Regions from separate parts of the Rattus norvegicus genome. Here region 2 is linked to region 1. A link is a contact called in public Hi-C data. All regions are on one chromosome and are shown on one strand. The core of a region is the stretch at or near the end of the contact, and the rest is flanking DNA. Distances in the headings are between cores, read along the strand shown.

What was found. Hi-C and Micro-C count contacts between places; a contact is called where the count stands out from the background.
Region 2: a contact with region 1 is called in a Hi-C map of the A7r5 cell line, with 7 times the contacts expected there. The contact joins the promoter of Phc2 here to the promoter of Gjb5 in region 1. A contact is called at or near these places in 2 of 12 Hi-C or Micro-C datasets (the A7r5 cell line and Schwann cells).

The regions. Positions count from the first base shown.
Region 1 is chr5:144,966,173-144,970,188 of GRCr8, forward strand. It overlaps Gjb5 (gap junction protein, beta 5), which reads right to left and starts at 1,879. Exons shown (of 2, transcript NM_019241.2): 1 at 1,743-1,879; 2 at 1-123. The coding sequence starts at 99.
Region 2 is chr5:146,333,800-146,338,052 of GRCr8, forward strand. Phc2 (polyhomeotic homolog 2) reads left to right here and starts at 1,439. Exons shown (of 14, transcript NM_001013169.2): 1 at 1,439-1,666. The coding sequence starts at 1,493.

The sequences.
Region 1 (4,016 bases), core at 629-3,128:
CACACGGAAGACAAAGACCAGAGACAGCCAGATGCGACCAAAGGCTGTGGAGTACTTGTTGACCCCACTTAGGAGCCCCTCAAAGACGCTCCAGTTCATGGTGGACTCAAGGGCTGGTTGCTCCTGCAGGGGCACGAGATGTAATTTCCGACATTAGGAAATGCTCAGCGTGAGAACTTCACAGACATGTGTCATCACAGGACTAGGCAGTATTATACCCCCATTTTACAGCTGAGAGAAACTGAGGGTTAGAGGCGTTTAGGAAGTTACATGGCTATTAAGTGCAGAGCTGGCATGGAGGCACAGGTGGTTAAGTCAGAGCAGCCCTGCTCATAAAGTGGGTGGGGGCTGATGCCAGGAACCAGTCATCCCGAGTCCCTGAGCCTTGGGCTATTCTCCCTCTGATCTCCCTCTCCAAGAGACCCAGCTCTCTGTCCTGTTAATGTCCAGGCAATTAGGTGCCACTTACCTGAAGGCGGGACACTAGTAATTAGACGGACTTAGATAAGTAGGGAGCTACAGTGCTCTTTACACAAAAGGCTTCCCAGAACAAGCTGGTGGGCCAAGGTTCCCCAAACTGTTGTTTCATGGAACCCTGGTCCTTAGACAGGCGAGAGGAGCCGCAAGAGAAAATAATTCTGTGTTCAAGACAACCTGGCAAGTAGCTAGGCTCAGCAGAATTAAGCAGGTCACTTCGCTCACCCACGCTAATAAACTAATTCCCTTTGTGACTCCCTCAAAGCCGGGTGCAGAAGGCAGCATTACCCCAGCTCCTTTGACCACAGAGCCCCCTTTCATGTGGGCAGCTCTGATCATGTTTGTGGGACAGCTTTGTTAGACACCAGTGTGGAACACGCTTTTCAGGTGGGTTCTGCCGGTGAACTTGGTGTGAGTGACTAACTCATCTTCATTTGAGCAAAAGGGTCCCATGGGGTAAGAAATCCCCTCTTCCTGATTCCTGGGGGAATGATGGGGGTCCACTGGGACCAAGGCGCTGTGCACCCTCAGAAAGCCGCACACTTCCACGTGCTGGCTTGTGTGGAAGGTCACAGTCGACCTGATCTCAGCAGGGTCAGCTGCAAAGCACCGTCAACTCCCATCGTGCAGTAAGAGGCATTTTTCGAAAACCAGCATTATTCCCTTATAGCAAGGGGTATGGTATTTTTCTCACCTAGCGGCGGTCAGAGAGCTAGTAAGTAACAGAGTCAGGACTCAGACCTAGGCTGGCTGGCTCCAGAGTTCACTCTGCAAACGGTTCAGTTTTGAATTGGAGTCCTTTCCTCAAGTCTTAGTGAACTGCCTGTTCTCCCATGCAACTCCCTTCTCTTTCGGGTGACTCTTGGGTAAGAGCGTGTGGGGGGTGTCTCTACTCCCCACCCCATCTGGCTAAATCACTCCCCACTAGGCCACGTGGTGGCCTGGCTTTGAGTCATTGACTTCTCCGCACAGTCCTGTCTCAGGTGGGTGGAGCTGGCAGCGTCCTAGGAACACCCAGGGAGGCCTAGCCCTAACCTCAGGGCTCGGCAGGCTCCGGAATTGTGGTTCAGTCTGTAGCGGAGCTCCGCCCTGCTCGGCCCCTTTCCTTCAGCTCCCCCCCAGTTCTGTCACCTTTGCCGGTTGGGGAGAGGAGAGCCCAGAATACAGGGAGTAGTGCTTCCCTTTACCATCAGGACACATGTATCCAGGTCACCACCCTCCAGCCTCCTCCAGAGAAACCATCCCTGTTAGATCGAGTCCTTTACCTGAGCAGCGACTCCTTATGGCTCCCTAGTACCGCTCCTGGAAGCTAGCAGTTGGGGTTCAGCAAGCATCAAAATTCATGTCAGAATCAGGCAAGGGTTTCTGGTAAAGCTCATAGTTGGGGCAGAGGCTGCTGAGCAGCCCAGGCGTGTCCTGTCGCCAGGAGGTGTGTGTGTGGGAGGAGCTGTGGGCTGCCTAGCCATTGGCTAGGTCCAGGTCTCTCAAAGACTGCCTCCAATGGAGCTCGGAAAATCCTAGGGGTTTCCCTCCCCCCCAAAGCAAGAATTCCAGCATCTTCTCAAGAGAAACTCCTGAACTTTAACCTTTCACCCCCAACCTCATATGGGGATGAAACGCTAGCCCTGCCCTCTTTAAATTCTTCTTTCAGAAGTCTCCAGGGCCAACTCTTTAGAAGAAGGCTATTAAGGGTTGATGACTGAACACTCTCTCTCTCTCTCTCTCTCTCTCTCTCTCTCTCTCTCTCTCTCTCTCTCTCTCCTCTTCCCTTTTCCCTCCTCCTCTTCCTCCCTCTGCCTGGCCTTGCAGCTGAGGCTCACATCCCTGCACGCAAGTCCTTCATCTCTGTGTGTGGGCCTCACCGCCTTGATTTGACTCTCCAGTTACCTCTCCAGTTCCTCCCTTTGCTATGTATGTTTGCTTTTGTATGAAAAGGGACTTTAGATACAGCCCAGACTGGCCTCCAACTCTGGGTCCTCCTGGTTCAGCCTTTTGTGTACTGAGACTCTCTGCTTGTAGACTAATGAACGTTCGTTCGCTCACCGCGCACCCAGGCCGGTGGTGGCTCATGCCTGGATGAACTGTACCCGTCCCAAACCTTCTTTCCTAAGGCACATCACAACCTTTTGGTGCTCTGGAGATTCGAAAAGCATCTCGGCGCTATGCTCTGGGGGCATTTTAAAAATCATCCAAAACAAACAAAAAAGCAAAAGGAAGTGTGGGGTGTGGCTCAACCAGTGGAGAGCTCACCTAGCGAACATAGAGCCTTGGGTTAGATCCCCACTGAGGCAGGAAAGGGGTGTGGTGGCGCATGCCTGTAATTCCAGCACCTGGGATTTGGGAGACAGGTCACCTTGTCTATGTAACAAGTCTGAGGCTATCCTGGGCTAGATGAGACTGTCACAAAACAAATAACATAAAACGAGAAAGAAGGACACGTGATGCAGGGTTTATAGGAGATCTGCAAGAAGGCAGGCTTGGCTCCCTTGAGTTCAGCCCCAGAAGTGCTGGGGCAGCTCCGAATTTTCACCATGGTGCCCAAGTCTAGATTTTTGTGTTCTATACACATTCTAATGAGCAGATGAATTCTACGGCGTCTGTGACTAAACCTATGTGTGAGCCTTCCCACCCCACAGTGGAGAGGAAAGGCTGGTTGAAACCGGTCCCTGCAGTGGTTTATGGGTTGCATTTGGGGCACACTAAGCAGCTGTGGTACTTTTGGTGGGTTCTATTTGGGTGACTCGGTTGGTGGCAAGGCCACTGATGAGAGCAGGGGTCTTCGGACTTTCTTGAGGAACAAATGGGGAAGGAGGTGGAAGGTCCCCTGCAGAGGGTCGGGGTGCTGGGGAGTTCAGCAGGAGGCTTCCTGTCCAATGGGACAGCAGGAGACACTGCACAACAGGAGAGGGGCCAGGCGGAGGTCTCAGGAGCACCCACGCTTTAGGGGACAGGCAAAGAGAGGCACGTGGAGAGGGAGCTGGGTAGTCAGGGCCAGGAGGGGCTGGGAGAAGGCTGTGAAGGGGAAGGCAAGGGACGAGAGCCACAGATCGCTCTTGGCCTTGCACCAGAGTGATTTCAATCATGGGGTGGGTACAGAAACTGGAGGGTGTGGGCAGAGAAGGTACTGTTGGTCCCATTTCTGGATGCTAGCTAGGAGAGGAGACAGGCAGGGCTCCAGGTGGAGGGGTGGGCCAAAGGGAGTGCTTTCAGGAGAGATGAGAGATCTGCAGCTGAGAGGAGGAGTCCAGGGGGAGGGCAATGGTTTGCACCTGGTCTTGCCTCACATCCCCCATCATCTCCTTCCCCACAGGATCTTTCTGGACCTAATTAACTGGCTTCACCACCTTCTACACGTACTCCTGGCTCAGGTGGCCCCTGGTCTTCCGGCTGGGTCACTCCAGCTGTCCTCCTGCCTCTAGCTGGTATCTGTGAATGGGGGAGGAAGGAGGTAAATTACCTTCCGGAAGCTGTGCGTGTGGTACCTGGGGCTCCTCTGATGAGTAAGGGGGAAATGCCTGGGTGCTCTGGCCAGTTCTCCA
Region 2 (4,253 bases), core at 189-2,688, 1.4 Mb after region 1:
AACCATGGCAGAGGGGTGGGGTGGGGTGAGTAGGTCACTGACTAGGTGATAGCCTGCAGGCACTTGGCATGGCCTTTACTTTGTTCTTCATGGACTGTCACATTTGACAGGTTAAGAAACAGGGCCTATTGGGGTTGGGGATTTAGCTCAGTGGTAGAGCACTTGCCTAACAAGTGCAAGGCCCTGGGTTTGGTCCCCAGCTCCGAAAAAAAGAAAAAAAAAAGAAAGAAAGAAAGAAACAGGGCCTACAAGGGTACTGTGTATGGTCCCCAACTGAAAACTTGCTACACCAAGATTCAGACTCTAGTCCATAAAATCTTCAAAGCAGGAGGTTTTAGGTAGTCACCCAAGGTAGAGTCTGAGCTGAGTCCCTAGGGCGTGAGAGAGGACTTAAAGCAGAGACTGCAAGCACCTGAGGCTCCTTGGCCTTCCAAAACAAAACAACCATTTCTTCATTTGCCTCTTTTTTCCCACTTTGTTCTCCAGAGCAGCGGTTCTCAACCTTCGTAATGCTGCAGCCCTTTAATACAGTTCCTCATGTTGTAGTGACCCCCCAATCATAAAATTATTTTGGTGCTACTTCATAATGTAAATATCTGTGTTTTTTTATGGTCTTAGGGAGACCAGAGGGAGGGTCATTTGACACACACACACCAAGGGCTCACAATCCCTGGTTGAGGTGGAGATTTTTAAAATCTCACTTCTTTCCTGGGCTGTGTAGAGCTGGTGTAGGTTCAGGTATTCATTTTCTCCATCCCAAGGATGAAGAGTTCGGAGGAGTGCAAGGTGGTTCCTACCAGGGAGAACGTACCAAAAACCATTCTTCACTACTTCTGACAGCAGCCTTAGACTTTAGAGCACACACACCTGATTTCAAAAGTCTCCTAAAGAACCCATCTGGGGTTCAGTGTGACTCAAAGCCTCAGTTGAGAGCTGGGTATGGAGTTTGAGCACTGAGAAGGCCAAGACAGGAGGAAGATGGGTGAGTTTGAGGCCAACAGAGAGCCACATAGAAAGATCCTGTCTCTAAAAACTACACCAAAGTACAGCACAGGCCTGAGTTTACAAGTGGCTGATGGCAGCCTTCTTGAAGAGCTGGTGTGCGTCCAGTCTCACTGGCTGCTCCACGGAGCAGTTCTCAGTCCCTTACACAGCGGCACATAACCTACAGACGTCATCCCATGTGTTCCAAACAAGCTCTAAATGTCTTCTACAGACTAATGATGTGAGGTGCTAAGTAGCATCTACTGTATTATTTGGCAAGTAGCAATAAGGGGAGGTCCATATATGTTTAATTCTGACACAGTTTTTCCAACTGTTTTCCATCCTAGGTGACAGAATTCACAGAATCCAAAGGCTGGGACAGAGAGGGCCAAATGCTTGTGCCTGCGTGACAAACATTTGCTAAACTTTTTGTTTCTTTTCTCTTCCTTCCTAGCATCCACCTGCTCTTCTGCCACCGGAGCACCCTGACTGTGCCACCCCGTAGGCCATGGAGAATGAGCTGCCAGTCCCCCACACATCCAGCCGGGCCAGCATCACCACCAACACCAGTGGGACCAATAGTAGCAGTGGCTGCAGCAGCAGCAGTGGTGGTGGCAGTGGCCGCCCCACTGCACCCCAGATTTCTGTCTACAGTGGTATTCCTGACCGGCAGACTGTGCAGGTAAAATCCTATCAGCCTGGGATTTTATCCCTTCCTTCACAGGGCTGCTCAAAAGGAGTGTGGGAGTGGTCTGGTGGGATAGACAGGACAGCTCCAGAACGGGCAAAGAGAGTATGGGCCGGTGGATACATACTGTGTGTGAGGGGGAAGTGGTACCAGATATGTGCAACACAGGAAGCTGTGATAGAACCTAGATGGGAAAATCCCTGGCTCCCCCGAGGGATGAATGGTGAGAATGCTGCCTGCGGAGAACAGTTGTGTGAAACCATGAAGGCTAAAACTAGCCAAGAACAAAATGACTGGGAGTTTCCGCTCAGTCAAAGTCCAGACCAGTCATCTAAGTGGCCACTGCATTTAAAGAACTAACTTAAGGGGGCTGCAGGGACGGCTCAGCCATTAAAGCGTCTGCTGTGCAAATTTGAAGACATGAGCTTGGGTCCCCAGCACCCACTTAGAAAACTCTGTAGCACCGGTGCTTTTAAGAGTAGAGACATTTGGCTCCTTAGAACTCATTGACCAACCACATATCCTAGTCAATGAGCTCCGGAAGTGAGAGACCCTGTCTCAAAAGGAAAAAAAGGTTAACAGTGATCAAGATTGGCATCTGACATTGACCTCTGGTCTACACATGTACACACATGTACTAATATGCACACATACATACATGTGCATGCACACATACACAACACACATACACTTACACATACACAATACATACATGCACACATGTTTAATATGCATATACAAACAATACACATACACACATACATATAAACCACATGCACACATACACAATACACACTCATACACACACACATGCACAACACACATACTCTCACACACACTACAATCATGCACACATCTATGACACAACATACATACACACATACACATATACACACACAATATACACACATGTACAGGTACACATGTACAGGTACACATGCACAGGCACACATGCACATGCAGACAAGCACACACACATGGACACATATATTCACACATAAACATTCACACATACACATGTATATGCATATGCACACACACACACACACACACACACACACACACACACACACACACACAAATTTAAGGCTTCTGAGAACAAGTGGCCCCAGACAATTCTTTGTCCTTGAGACTTTATCACTTCTCTAAAGTTGGCCAAGTGCACAGTCCTCCGGGGAGTTAGACACAGTGCGGCTGTGATCGTGCACTGCCACCAATCACGGTATGCTCCTGGCACCGTGCTAAGCATTTTACATTACAATCTTTGTTTATTGTGAGACAAGATCTCACTCTATTCCAGATTGGGCTGGAACTCACTGTTCAGCACAGGCTGGCCTAGAATTTATGGCAATCCTCCTGCCTCAGCCTCTCAATGCTAGGCTTACAGGCACATACCACATGGCTGACCGTATGTCTTCTTCAGTTATGAGAATGACTGTTATTAGGCACAGGTCTACACTTGACGAAACAAAGTCTCAGATGAGGTAATGGCTAACAACCTAAAGAGGGAGGAAAGAACCTAATTCTCCAGGGTCCTCAAGCAGACGGCCTTTCCCACAGTTATTGTTATCTGTTTCAGCATCCTTGTAAATAGGGCAGGTCAGAGAAGCCACTACTGAGAAATGTTTAAGTAACTTGGCTGCTGCCGTTTGGACAAACTAGGCAAGTGACCTCATCCTGCCTTGGTCTTAAGCCCAGAAGAGGGGAAGAGGGAGAAGGCACTGCACAGAGTGGGAAGCCTGGGAAACTCTGCTGTAGACCAGGTCAGACATCCTGGCCTGTCACCCTCCCAGTTATCGCTGTTCACACTTCATCAAGTTGCGTTTCCCAGCCCCACCGCAGGCTCTTCTCAGTCCTCCCACACTGGAGTCTTTAGCTCTGGTTTTCAGCATCACAGTCAAATGTGCCCACCTCCTGGCACTCACCAGAACTGTAGGCAAAAGGCTGTTGGGGTTTCTGCTCTGCTGGGTATCTGCATTCAGGACCCAGACAGAACCACTGGATTTCTGTCGACTCCAGACAAAGCACCCCTGGTGTGGAGGAGTCACAGATCCCTGTCACTGCTGGCTGGGCTGCTGGGGGATCACTTTCAGGAATCTGAAGGAACCAGGCCTAGTGTAAGTACAAATGGACCAGGAGACAGTGGGACAGAAAGAATACAAGGCCTTTATGCAGGGTCTCAGAGTAGAACTTACTGAAGCAGAGAGGGATCGGAAATGCATTCATAGAAGATGGGGTTCTGGGGGATACCAGAGCCCTTGGAGGATCTGTGACATCAGCCTGCTAGAACTGAACCCCCAAATCCAAGCCAAGAGCCCTGGAACCACTGAGGGGAGATCCTCACCAGAGACTCTCTGCTAGCCACTGCTGGTTAGCGACAACCCCAGACCAGAGACCGCACTGGGGTAGCAGGGCGAGGACCTGTGAGGAGCATCACATGGGAGGAGTGGCCAAGAAGGGAGGGGAAAGGTTTCTGGCTCTTTTTGTGCTGGTGTTGAGCGAGGAACAAAGACCATCCTTTGTAGACGACTGCCTGGGGGTAGCCCCTACCAAAAGGAAAAGGAGAGAAGAGATGGGGAGA